4 separate regions of the Sus scrofa genome follow, and regions 1, 3 and 4 are each linked to region 2. A link is a contact called in public Hi-C and promoter capture Hi-C data. All regions are on one chromosome and are shown on one strand. The core of a region is the stretch at or near the end of the contact, and the rest is flanking DNA. Distances in the headings are between cores, read along the strand shown. Region 1 holds the start of NDUFB10 (NADH dehydrogenase [ubiquinone] 1 beta subcomplex subunit 10). Region 2 holds the start of TRAF7 (E3 ubiquitin-protein ligase TRAF7). Region 3 holds the start of ZNF598 (E3 ubiquitin-protein ligase ZNF598). Region 4 holds the start of GFER (FAD-linked sulfhydryl oxidase ALR).

What was found. Promoter capture Hi-C pulls out the DNA fragments that hold promoters and counts their contacts. Hi-C and Micro-C count contacts between places; a contact is called where the count stands out from the background.
Region 1: a Hi-C map of liver shows a contact between it and region 2, with 3 times the contacts expected there. The contact joins the promoter of NDUFB10 here to the promoter of TRAF7 in region 2. A contact is called at or near these places in 1 of 5 promoter capture datasets (liver), 7 of 47 Hi-C or Micro-C datasets (blood, embryonic fibroblasts, heart right ventricle and 4 more) and 2 of 2 datasets of contacts at active chromatin or transcription factors (alveolar macrophages and skeletal muscle).
Region 3: a contact with region 2 is called in a Hi-C map of liver, with 9 times the contacts expected there. The contact joins the promoter of ZNF598 here to the promoter of TRAF7 in region 2. A contact is called at or near these places in 3 of 5 promoter capture datasets (fetal liver, liver and skeletal muscle), 13 of 47 Hi-C or Micro-C datasets (alveolar macrophages, embryonic fibroblasts, epiblast stem cells and 8 more) and 2 of 2 datasets of contacts at active chromatin or transcription factors (alveolar macrophages and skeletal muscle).
Region 4: a contact with region 2 is called in a promoter capture Hi-C map of fetal skeletal muscle, with 5 times the contacts expected there. The contact joins the promoter of GFER here to the promoter of TRAF7 in region 2. A contact is called at or near these places in 3 of 5 promoter capture datasets (fetal liver, fetal skeletal muscle and skeletal muscle), 3 of 47 Hi-C or Micro-C datasets (epiblast stem cells, liver and skeletal muscle) and 2 of 2 datasets of contacts at active chromatin or transcription factors (alveolar macrophages and skeletal muscle).

Annotation. Positions count from the first base shown.
Region 1 is chr3:40,004,192-40,006,960 of Sscrofa11.1, reverse strand. It overlaps NDUFB10 (NADH dehydrogenase [ubiquinone] 1 beta subcomplex subunit 10), which reads left to right and starts at 1,311. Exons shown (of 4, transcript XM_021086798.1): 1 at 1,311-1,582; 2 at 2,767-2,769. The coding sequence starts at 1,435. It overlaps RPL3L (60S ribosomal protein L3-like), which reads right to left and starts at 2,054. Exons shown (of 9, transcript XM_021086793.1): 1 at 1,723-2,054. The coding sequence starts at 1,773.
Region 2 is chr3:39,826,856-39,829,747 of Sscrofa11.1, reverse strand. It overlaps TRAF7 (E3 ubiquitin-protein ligase TRAF7), which reads left to right and starts at 1,298. Exons shown (of 21, transcript XM_003124733.4): 1 at 1,298-1,493.
Region 3 is chr3:39,961,589-39,964,541 of Sscrofa11.1, reverse strand. It overlaps ZNF598 (E3 ubiquitin-protein ligase ZNF598), which reads right to left and starts at 1,646. Exons shown (of 12, transcript XM_013987818.2): 1 at 1,374-1,646. The coding sequence starts at 1,598.
Region 4 is chr3:39,982,654-39,985,732 of Sscrofa11.1, reverse strand. It overlaps GFER (FAD-linked sulfhydryl oxidase ALR), which reads left to right and starts at 1,282. Exons shown (of 3, transcript XM_003124726.4): 1 at 1,282-1,678; 2 at 2,044-2,240. The coding sequence starts at 1,421.

The sequences.
Region 1 (2,769 bases), core at 62-2,561, 180 kb before region 2:
ACTGACCCAGAGACGGGAACTCCTTCGTTTGCCTTCTGTTTCTGCTGCATGAGCTCCAAGTCTGTCCACTGTTGGGTGGCAGCAGAAAGCCATCATCTTGGCGCTGTCCCTTAACTGAGTACCGTATTCTGCTTTCTCATATTCTTCTGGTTACTGTGGGTCTCAGCAAAGACTCAGCCTTCCCTTGCTGGGTCCCCAGTTCAGTTGGATGCTACAGGCCAGTGCTGATTCGTTGAGCCTGACAGTTTCTAAGAGTTCATGATGAGAAGATTTGAGATTTCTGTGATTCTGGAAAGCTGATGACTTCATGTCCATGACCCCAGACTCTGGGCAGGAAATAAGCAGCACCCATCCTCCCTGGTGCTAGCCAGGAACTGTGTCAGGTGTGGAGATCCCAGAGGGTAGCCAGCAGGGCCCTGGTTAGGGGGCTCCCTCAGGGGCACAACAATACTCAGGGGCAGGATGGAACCATCAGAACCCAAACAGCGTGCCCTGCACCCAGGGTAGGAGTCACTTCTCCTGGTTGGGGGAGAAGGGGTGTGGGGAGGGCAAGCCCTGCCTCCTGTGCTGCCCCAAACAGCATCCCCCGCCCAAGCTCACTGGCATTAGCCAGTCCATGAGGGGCCGTGGCAGACACAGTGAAGCCCAGAGAGGGCTGTAGGGAATGGATAATCCAGGAAGGCTTCCTGGAAGAGCAGGGCGTTTGGTAGTTTGTATGATTTGTTTGCTCTTCTGGCCTGAGTTCTCCAGGAGAGCCTAGCTGTGTTCGCCAACCTGCTGCACTTGGCATGTGTCTGCCTGCCATCGAAACTGAATGGGGAGTTCCCGTCGTGGCTCAGTGGTTGACGAATCCGACTAGGAACCGTGAGGTTGCGGGTTCGATCCCTGGCCTTGCTCAGTGGGTTAAGGATCCTGCGTTGCCGTGAGCTGTGGTGTAGGTCACAGACAGGCTCAGATCCCACGTTGCTGTGGCTCTGGCATAGGCCGGCAGCTGTAGCTCCGACTGGGAACCTCCATATGCGCGGGAGCGGCCCAAGAAATGGCAAAAAGACAAAAAAAAAAAAAAAAAATTGAATGGTTCCCTTATTCCTGCATCTGACATCTGCAGATGCGTCTGCATCAGGGATCTCTCCTTCCTTCACTGCTCTATCCCAAGCGCCGAGACCAGCGTCCAGCACACGATACGCGTTGCCGCATGTGTAGTGGCGCCACAGTCCCACGCGGAGGAGCTCGCGCTTCGAAGCGGTTCCCGAGGCCACCCTCGAGCCCGCTGGGAGAACTACAAGTCCCATAGTGCCTCGCGGGCGTCGACCGTCCGTTCTGCGCAGGCGCGGCCGCCGGCGGTGTCCTCTTGTGCGGGCGAACAAGGCCGCGGGACCAAGGCAGAGGCCAAGGCAACGCATCCGAGAACGGAGGCCGTTGTGCGACGCCGCCATGCCGGACAGCTGGGACAAGGACGTGTACCCTGAGCCCCCGCGCCGCACGCCGGCGCCGGCGCCGCAGACCTCGCTGCCCAACCCTGTCACCTACCTTACGAAGATCTTCGACCTCCTCGTGGACCGGCCCGTGACCCTCGCGAGAGGTACAAGCCCCAGCCGGGTCTCGGCGTTCCCCCCGGCCCCCTACCGCTTCCGGCGTCCCCCGCACCCCGGACGCTGTCACTCAGCCTGGACCCCTCCACTGCACCCCAGGCCTCGCCTTCCGGGTCGCCCAGCCACTCACCCGCCGAGAGCCCTCTGCTCTATGGCCTCTGCCGCCTGGAGAGCGGTTCATGCACCCCTGGTCCCCGGCCTCGCTCGAATATTAGGGGTTGTTTGCGGACCGAAGTCATCTGCGACTCGAGGCTTGATAGATCCCAGTCTCCCCGCACGCTTTGCATCCTGCCCTTTGCACGATGGGCGGTCAGCAGAGGGCTGTTGAGCCGCAGGAGTTCTCTGGTAACCCTTTGCCTGCCTGCAAAACGGCCCAGGTGTTCAATGACGGCCGAGGCCCCCTCCACCTCGATGTGCTATAACTTGTCCTCCGTGTGTGGCCACGCTTGAGAACTCCCCACATCCCCCCATCTCTGGTCCAAATCAGGTGAATGTTTAAAACCGTTCTTGTCTTGTTTATGGTTCAGCCAGCTCTGTGGGGCAGCAGCAAAAGCACGCTCTGCCCTGTCACTGGTGCCAGGCGATTCATCCAAGCATCTAATTAATCAATTCGTTCGTTCAACAACACAACATTTAGGGTGCATGACCTGCTCTAGTGCCTCTGTTTTAGGAGGAAGAACCGGATATCTCCCCTTCCCCCAAGTATGGAGAAGCCAGCCGTGGAAAATTGCTTCCTCTTTTGTGTGGTTTTTAGACAGTTTTCCATGTCTGGGTGGATGCGATCTTACTGGGTCCAACTTGTTAATTTACCTTTGGGGAATCTGAGGCTAGAAAGTCAGCAGTGGCAGAACGGGGACTGGAATTCCTGCTGGTGGCTCCCTGTAAATGAAAGGGACTTGCCCCGCGTAGGGTTGCTGTGGTGACAAGTGAGATCCTGGCTTACAAGAAGCTCTCCATAAAGGATAAACGTCACTGTTTGTAAACTGTCTGCCCGCCCACCCATGCGTGGGGCACACACACACACACACAATCTTTTTGGGGCGTCCAGTTACCAGCCTCCTAAAAGTGGAGAACTTTTGGGTATTTGTGTCTTCCACAGCTTGTGAGAAATACGAAGCTAAGAGCCCAAACTGTGGCCTGTCCAGACCAATGGGGCCTGGGGTTCTCTTTGCAGAGT
Region 2 (2,892 bases), core at 49-2,548:
GGTCTATCCAGCTTTCCGGTCCAGAAACACAGACCAATGTAGGGGTGGAGAGGTGACCGGTTATGGCCCTTTCCAAGGGGGCTGCAGTTGGGAGGAGGGGATCCCTCCTTCCAGTATGTGATTAGGGCCTGAGGTCCTGAGGCATATAGAGGTGTATCACCTTTCCACCTTTGGTTGTCCCGGGTTTTAGCCTCATTCTGGAAATGTGCCAGTGAGATGGCATATGCCTGAAGGGCAGATGTTTCTGGATCTCAGAGTGCCTCAGTGGCGAAAGCAAAGTATAGGATCTCAAGGGAGCTCTATCCTCCTATTCCTTGGGAGCAGGCGTCCTGTTTTGGACGATGATTAATGCCCTGTTCTGACTCACCCGGGTCTGGTTTCCGTTCCTAACACCAACAGGTGTGAGAGTGAAACACATGCGTTCCCATCAACTCACCACCTCTGCTTCACTGCTGAGCACTCTGGACAGACATGGACTCCCACCTTATTAACCAGGCCCCCATGGATGATTTGCCTCGCAGTCTTCTGCCAGGTCACCGATGTTCCTGAAAGACAGACAGCGCCCAAATGTAGACCGAAACCCAATTCTGCCAAGGCCTGTTTTCACCCCCAGGTCTTTTAAGGGCGCTCACCCTGAAGCCTCAGTCTTGCAAAAATAATCAGACTGCACGTGCAGCTTTCATACGAGGTGTCAGAAGTCAAAGCAATTCATCATAGGCTCAGAGCTGAAAGGAGTAAGCAGGCCCAGCCCAGCCTTACCTGTAGGGAGAAGTACCGCTGGAGGTTCGGGACAGAACTGGGAAGTGGGGGCAGGAACGTATAGAATGCTGAGGGCCACGGAGGAGCTCAGACGGAGGCTGGACCTGGGGGCTAGGTCGGCCGGCGGGTTTAGGCCACCTCCGCGGCCCACCTCGGGCCCAGGTCCTCCCGGGACCGTGGTGCACAGAGGTAGGAAGAATGAGCACACCGATCTCTTCCTTGATTCCGAAAGAATGCGAGGGTGCGAGGCTCAAGCTTTTATAGAAACTGCCTCACCTCTGCGATTGGGCAAGCCGGGCGGAAGTATTTGCCCTCCTCACCGCTGATACGCTCCGCTCTCTACTCCCCGGTCTCTACCAATCGCGCCTTGGCATTTCTTTTGGGGGCGGTCTCCTGGACCTGACAGCCGAAACTCCACCCTTTTGCAGAGGCCATTGAACCCAACTGTGAACGACGGATGTACAAAACCAATCAGACTCCGATCTGCAACATAGAGTGATTCCGAAGTCACCAATCCGGCTCTGCGACGTCAGAGCCCGCCGGAAGTCATAGTTTCTTAAGAACCTCCCGTAAGGCTGCCGCCGCGGGTCCCGGGAGCCAGGGAACTACGAATCCCGGCGGGCGCAGCGCCAGAGCGCTTCCGGCTCGAGCGTCCAGTCCCTTTCCCGGACAGCGGCCGAGGGGCACGATGAAGCGGGAGGGTGGTGCTGCCGTTCTCGAGCGGCCACGGGCGGGTGAGTGTCTGCGCGGCGTACTGGGTCTGGGGCTCGCGCCTTGGGGCCGCGCGGTGGGGCCGGGGGAGAGGGCGTGTTGGGGGCCCGGGAAGGGGGGGGGGGTCGCGTTTGGGGGGCGGGGCTGAGGCCCGCCGGGATCTCCCTGTCTGTCCATCAGCTGGTCCGTCGCTCGCTCCCTTCCTCCATACTCTCCTTATTCATTCCTTCTTCCTGCCTTTACTGATCGCCGCCGGGTGCCCAGCACTGTTATAGGCGCCGGGAGACTACGGAGAGTGTGACCCTCGTTCTCTTAGGCTCTTAGGGTTTCTCTGAGCGCAGGGTTTCTCAGTCTCACCACTCTTGACACTTCGTGGCCATCATTCCCTTCCGTGCCTTGTAGAATGTTGAGCAGCGTCCCTGATCGCCACCTTCTAGAAACCAGTATCCTGTCCTTCTCAATGCGACAACCAAAAATGTCTCCAAACATTTCCATGCATTCCCCCTTTGAGAAGCAGGGATCTAGAAAGTGGGGGGGACTGACCATACACAGAGACAGTCCTGAGGGGTTGTGATAAGTGCCGCGAAAGAAAGAAACCTGGCGTTGAGAGAGTCCTGGGGGGCTCTTGAATGGCTTGGGGAGGGGGCGGTGCAGTGAGCAGTCTGTCTGGCCTGGGGAGTTTCTGGAAGGGCTTGCTGAGCAAAGGGAGCAAGAGATGCAAAGGCCTAGAGTGAGAAAGCTTGGCAGACACCAGCAAGGAGGGAGAGGTGAAGTCGGGGAGGCCTCACGGGGATTGTCCTGTGCTGACAAGGGAGGCTGTTGGGAGATCCAGCACAGGAGAGCGGCCATCAGGTCTAAGTCCAGTAAGAAGCCTCTGGTTGTGTGTGGAGGAGGCCCGCTGGCTTCAGTGGGGAAGTCGGTGAGAGTGAGGAGGCTGGGAAGAGGGGGGTGGGGCCCTCTCTCCAAGTCTGTTGACCTGGCCTGGTTGTCTTGAGCCAGGCCAGGGCCATCAGCTGGGGCCGAGTCTGGGGTCCTGCCGGATGGCACCCTGCCCTGGGAGGAGGGGAAGGGTGCCACTCAGCATCGCTGCGCCCCTTGCTCAGAGCCCTGTGCTGCCCAGCCCGTCAGCCCACCCTTCTCCGGTCGCCCCCCCCCCCAAGCACACGTAGGCCCTCTCACCTGGCTTGGGCCTTGGCCAAGTGCGTGGCCTCCCTCTTCCTCATTCCTTTCTTGCCCCCCCCCATCACAAATCCCCACTGGCACTGCTCTGGGCGTTCAGGTTTGCCCATGGAAGCCCCAGTCCCTGTGTCTCAAGGTGCCTGCATCCTATCGCAGCATAATCTCCAGGAAGCCAGATGCTCCTTCTGGGGGAGAGCAGGGAGATGGGCCGCCTGACTGAATGAGACAACTGGTGGGAAGGCA
Region 3 (2,953 bases), core at 397-2,896, 130 kb before region 2:
GCTAGCCATGGTAGCCATGTATAGATGTGTGCTCACTTCCTGAGTGAGACCTGCAGTGCCCAGGGCCTGGCACTCTGCTCTGCCTGCCTGCCTGCCTGCCTGCCTGCCTGGAAGGAACCTCCAGGTGCTGGGAAACCTGGCCGGTCAAGGATTACATCACATCACCAAGACTGGCCAGCAAGGCAGGCTCTGGCGAAGCTGGGACGTGCCTTCTGACTAAGTCACAGATCGAAGGTTTCCCTGACTGCTCCAGCACCAAGAGCTCTCCCAGATCCGGGGCCGTCTCTGTCCACCCGACTGTAGACTGACGGCATCTCCAAGGGTCTTTCTTTTTTTGGCTAACACAAAGAATAGGCCCCCAGTGGGCCTTCAGCATCTCCTTGGCTCCATGACCATAAATGTCTCGTTAACAAAAGTGAAAAAACCACGTTTCTGCATCACTTCTAGGAAAAGGAAAGTCAGACTCCCTGGCACATGTCACCAGCCCAAGCTTTCCATGAAGAAACCAGGGGAATTTCACAACTCTGGAAGCAAACAGATCTCAAAGCACAGCGAAGCAAGGAGCTCCAGCTAGGTACTCGCAGCCAGCAGCTAGCAGCTGGCATTGTGGAGCAGAGCTCCGTGGTGCCCCCCACTTCCCCAGGGCTTCCAAGTCTTGACAGTCAGAAACTCCCTCCCCTCTACTCTGGAGCAGAGCCCCACCAGCTGGAACTGGCAAAGAGGAGAAACACTTGCTCACACTTTTACTCCCACCCCCCAGGTACCCTGAGGAGACCTCGGTGGTTCTGCTTTCCTTTCTGGTGGGCCGGTCTAAGTGCAACTGTCACTTAATAGAAGAAAAACGCCAGTCTCAGAGGAGTCTCCTGAGCATCACCCAAGGAGGCCCAGAGACACAGCTAGGCTGGAAATGCTCAGTTGGAGCCTCTGCTTCCAAGACAGACTGTCTCCGAAGGTGCTCACTTTCCCCGTAGCCTCCATGGGAACGGAGACCCCTGAGGAATAACCTCCCAAAGATGAGCAGGTCGAGGCGTGTCTGCTTGGATCATCCCTTCCTGTGGCCCGGCAGGAATTACCGAAGCGCAGGAAGAGAAGTCCCCAGGCTCTGTCTCTCCAGGGACATCTGCCTCTTCAAACCAGTTCGGCCACCTCCTGCCCCCCAGCCCCAGACCCCCCACAGTCGGCCCCAGGATCGGTACCCCGCCCCAGGTGGCCCTGCCAGGCCTCTCTTTTGGAAGCCGGCGCCACCAGGGCCGCAGCCGGACATCAGAAAGGCAAAGTCCCCTTCCGGCCGCCGGGTGCCACGCCGCCCCGCCCGGTCGCGCCCCCGCGCCCGCCTCGGTGCCCCGACGCGCGGCCCTGCCGGCGCGGCCCACCTGGCGCAGCTCCTCGCGGCACACGGCGCAGTAGCGTTGCTCGCACAGCACCCGCATCTTGGTGGAGCAGCGGTAGCACACCGGGTGGTCGCAGCGGCCCAGCGCAGTGGCCTCCAGGTCGCCGCAGCACAGCACGCAGCTCCCGCCACCCCGCTCGGGGCCCGCCGCCGCCGCCGCCTCCAGCGCCGCGCGCCGCCCCTCGGGGCCCGCCGCCGCCGCCGCCATGGTCCGGGATCCGGCCCCCTCCCGGCCGGCGCGGCGCGGCACGGCCAGACTCCCGGCGGGCCCACCCCTTCCGGGGCGACGTCACCGCCCCGCCCAGCAACGGCCCCGCCCGGCGGAAGTGCGCTCGCGACTTCCGCATCAGCGAGGTGCAGGCTAGAGCGGCGCTACCCGCACCGGCGCTCTAGCCGGAGCTGACAGCTCGGAGGTCGCCCGCAGCCCTGGCGTCCGGCCACAAGCATCGGGCTCCCCTTTGCTCGGACCCTCCCCTCCCGGAGCAGTGAATGTTTTAGTGTAAGTGTGTCCCAAATATCAATGGGTCATACTTATATTAAAATGTTGTTCGGGAGTTCCCGTCGTGGCGCAGTGGTTAATGAATCCGACTAGGAACCATGAGGTTGCGGGTTCGGTCCCTGCCTTTGCTCAGTGGGTTAACGATCCGGCGTTGCCGTGAGCTGTGGTGTAGGTTGCAGACGCGGCTCGGATCCTGAGTTGCTGTGGCTCTGGCGTAGGCCGGTGGCTGCAGCTCCGATTCAACCCCTAGCCTGGGAACCTCCATATGCCGCGGGAGCGGCCCAAGAAATAGCAACAACAACAACAAAAGACAAAAAGACAAAAAAAAAAAAAATGTTGTTCGTTGTTCAGCTGAAACAAATTTCATTGGGAGTGTTGTATTTTTACTTGCTAAATATTGCAACCTTATTAAGAACCCAAATGTCTCTCCAACCCAGATCTTTCTCTCGTATTTGGGACACGCATGCGCCCAGACACAAAGACAGTCCCCGTCAGAAAAGGCAATTCAGGAGTTCCCATCGTGGCGCGGTGGAAACGAATCCAGCTAGGACCCATGAGGTTGCGGGTTCGATCCCTGGCCTCGCTCAGTGGGTTAAGGATCTGACATCGCCATGAGCTGTGGTGTAGATCGTAGACGCGGCTAGGATCTGGCGTTGCTGTGGCTCTGGCAACATCCCAGCTGATTAGACCCCTAGCCTGGGAACTTCCATATGCCGTCCCGCTACAAAAGGCAGGTGGAGAACTTGTCCTCTTCATGGCTGGGCCCACCCAGCTGAGTAGGGTGGGAGGCTTGATGTGGAGCAACGTACAGGGCACGTTTGCTGAGGGGATGGTAGTCAGTTCCAGAGCTTCAGGTCTATGCAGCTTTTGGGGTGCCTCCTCGATACCCTCGGGGTCCAGGCACGCTCAGACGTCCCTTCTGCTCAGAGAGGCCAGTCCAGATCTGAACGCTTCTAGAAAAGAGACAGTGTGTTGTGACAGTGATGTGAGCTTGGACTTTAGAATCAGACGTGAGCTGCAAACCCAAGGTCTACTACTTATTTGCTGGCAACATCGATCAGCTC
Region 4 (3,079 bases), core at 33-2,532, 160 kb before region 2:
CTCCTCTCTCTCTATAACCCTACCCTGACGTCTCACCTGGACAACTGCAGCAGCCCCATCCTCCCCCAAAGCCTGTACTCCTCACTTGCTCCTGTGACATCCACTCCCCAGAGGCAGCTTGGCGACTGAGATCACACCAGAGTACCAGGCCCCAAATGTCCCAGCACATTCCCAGGGTCCTTGGAATAAATTGCCAGCGCCCATGGCCATTGATGAGGTCCCTGCTGGGCCCCTGGCCACCGCTGGATCTCTTCTGCCACCACCCTACCCAGGTCCTGTCCTGCTGGCCTTCCCACCCACACAAGAAGCAAAGATCCTCCTCGGCCTTGATTGCCCTTCTCAGTGATTCCTCATTCTTCAGGCCTCCGCCTAAGCGTCACCTCCTCAAGGAGGCCTCCCGCATTTACCTCGCCCCATTCATGCCCCCGAGCATTTATTAGTGTGACACCTTTTAGATTTTTGTTGTTTCCGTCTTGACCACACTGGATTATGGGTTGGGGAGGTCAGAAACTTTCGAATCTTTCTCCCGGCACCGCCCAGCGCCTAGAGCAGCTCTGAACAGATGAGGCACTACACAAATATTTGCGGAATGAATGAATGCACAGTTGGAAGCACAGGTATCCCTGAGGCCACTCCCGACGTGGGTTTAACCGCTTCAGGCAGGCTACAGGATTCGGGAGCGGGAGGGTCCGCTCCGTGCGCGCAGCCCAAACACGCACCGCCTCCTTTGCCGGCACCGCCTCACCCCGGGTTGCCAGTCACCCGTTGCCATGGCACCCGTCGCCAGGGCGGATCCGCAGGCTCAGCCCCGGCAGCATCGCCTCTGTGCGCTCACGGCCCCGCCCCATGTTGCCACAGCACCAAGCGCCAGCTCCCAGGACGCCCCCAGCCGAGGGCATAGGGCCTAGCAGCGGGCACGCGGGACGGTCAGAGCGGAGCGATGGGGGCATCGCGGGCCACGAAACGGACGTCGCCTCAGCCGCAGCCAGAGGCTACGGCACGGCCGCGCCGCTTCCACAACACGCTGGTCTTCTACTGGAGGAAGCGGGAGCGCCGCCACGGAGGACGCAAGTCGGGCTCGGGCCGCGGAACGAGGCCCAGGGCTGCGGCCAGGACTAGGATCTCCAACCCCGCACACACGCGGGCCCGGGCCGCCGACTCCAGCTCTGCTTCTTCCGGGTCGCGGGCCGCGGCCCCCGGCTCCGCCTCCACGCCGGACACCGGCCCAGGCCCCGCCCCCGACCCCGCCCCCGGCCCCAGCTCAGGCCCCGCGCCCGCGCCCGCGCCCGCGCCCGCGCCCGCGGCCCGGGCTCCCGGCTCCTGCGGCCGCGCCCTGGCGGCGGCGCGCGCCCTGGCCTGGAGACCGACTTGGAAGCCCATCTGGAGACCGAGCTGGCCCGGCAGGCATTGCGCGGGTAACATGGCGGCCCCCGGCGAGCGGGGCCGCTTTGGCGGGAACCTCTTCTCCTTCCTGCCCGGCGGCGCGCGCTCCGAGGTGGTGGATGACCTGGTGACGGACGCGCGCGGCCGGGGCGCCGGGCGGAGAGATGCCGCCGCTTCAGCCGGGATGCCCTCCCAAGCCCCGGCCTCGGATTCTCAGGTCGCCGAGGACGCCTCCCGGAGGCGGCCCTGCCGGGCCTGCGTGGACTTCAAGTCGTGGATGCGGACGCAGCAGAAGGTGCAGATGTCGCGTGGGGTTGGGGAGGCGCCTCCTTCCCGCAGAGGCCCGCGAGCCCTGCCGACTCCTAGCCCCGGCCCGCACACCATGTTGTCAAGCGCCCCGGGCAGAGTTCCCAAGACCCAGGCGGAGCACTCCTCCAGGCCCTAAGACTTTGCCCCCTTCCCCGGGGTTGAGGGGTGGCTGTCCCAAAGCCTAGCCCTTAAGGGAGGCCGGGCCTTTCGGCCCTTAGCCACTTGTTGGCCGGACCAGCCTCCTTAGGACTTAGGACAGACAGTAGGCCTCCGGCTAGGGCAGAAAAAATGGAGCTTTGTAGGTTTCCGGCGGGGGAACGGAGCTAACCCTTGGTCGGCCTCCTTCCACAGCGGGACAGCAAGTTTAGGGAAGATTGTCCTCCAGATCGCGAGGAACTCGGCCGCCACAGCTGGGCTGTACTCCACACCCTGGCTGCTTACTACCCCGACCTGCCCACCCCAGAACAGCAGCAAGATATGGCTCAGTTGGTAAATTTATTTTCCAAGTTTTACCCATGCGAGGAGTGTGCTGAAGACATAAGGAGGAGGTAAGTTGTGTGAGTCCTGGGTACCGCAGCCAGTCCCGCCGGGAGCCTGGGCCTGGCTGATGTCATAAAGGGAAGCCTAGAGAAATAAAGGCAGAGGTGGGAGAGGGTTGCCGAGAGCAGGGGCCAGCAGCAGATGAGGGATCTTGGATCATCTCCTTTCTCCTCGAGGGCCAAGCTGCCTGGGGCTTCTTCCGCCCCAGAACTCTGGGGAGCACTTCCCTCCTGAGATGCCTTGCTTAGCACTGCTGGAGGCTCTGGCAGGTGTGGAGGGCGCCGCTTTGCTACCTGCTGGAGCAGGACTGCCAATTTCAAGACCTTGGGAACTCACTGCTTTTGCTCCCGAGAGCCCCCTTTTCTCCATTGCGGAGCCCAAGAACTGTGGTGTGGCACCCATAGGCTGGGCTGGATTTGAGGGGCAGGGCAGCCCTTGCTGTTTGAAGCCTGGGCAGTTAGAACAAAGTCTCTTACTGAGCTGAGGCAGCAGGGCCGTGGGTGCTAAGAAGCAGATCTGGTGTTCAGTTATGCCTTTGTGCAGGTTCCATCCCTTCTGTACACTGCCTGGGGCCAAGGACGCAAGGGTGTGAGGCTTCCTGATTGTTTTGAGGCCATGAAGTCGAGGTCTGTGCCTTAATGTCTGGCCCAGGGTGCTTCTTTGAGTTTGCTGAGCTCCGCGGGTGAGGGTTTGAGCAGGCCCAGGTGTCTGGCAGGTCTTGCTGCTGCAGGGGCACTCCTGGTGTAGCCTCCCCCCGGCAAAGGTGCCAGCTCTCCTCCCTGAATTGGGCAGGCAAGGAGCTGGGGGGTGGGCACAGTGGGGGCACTGCCTGCCCCCATCCTCCGCG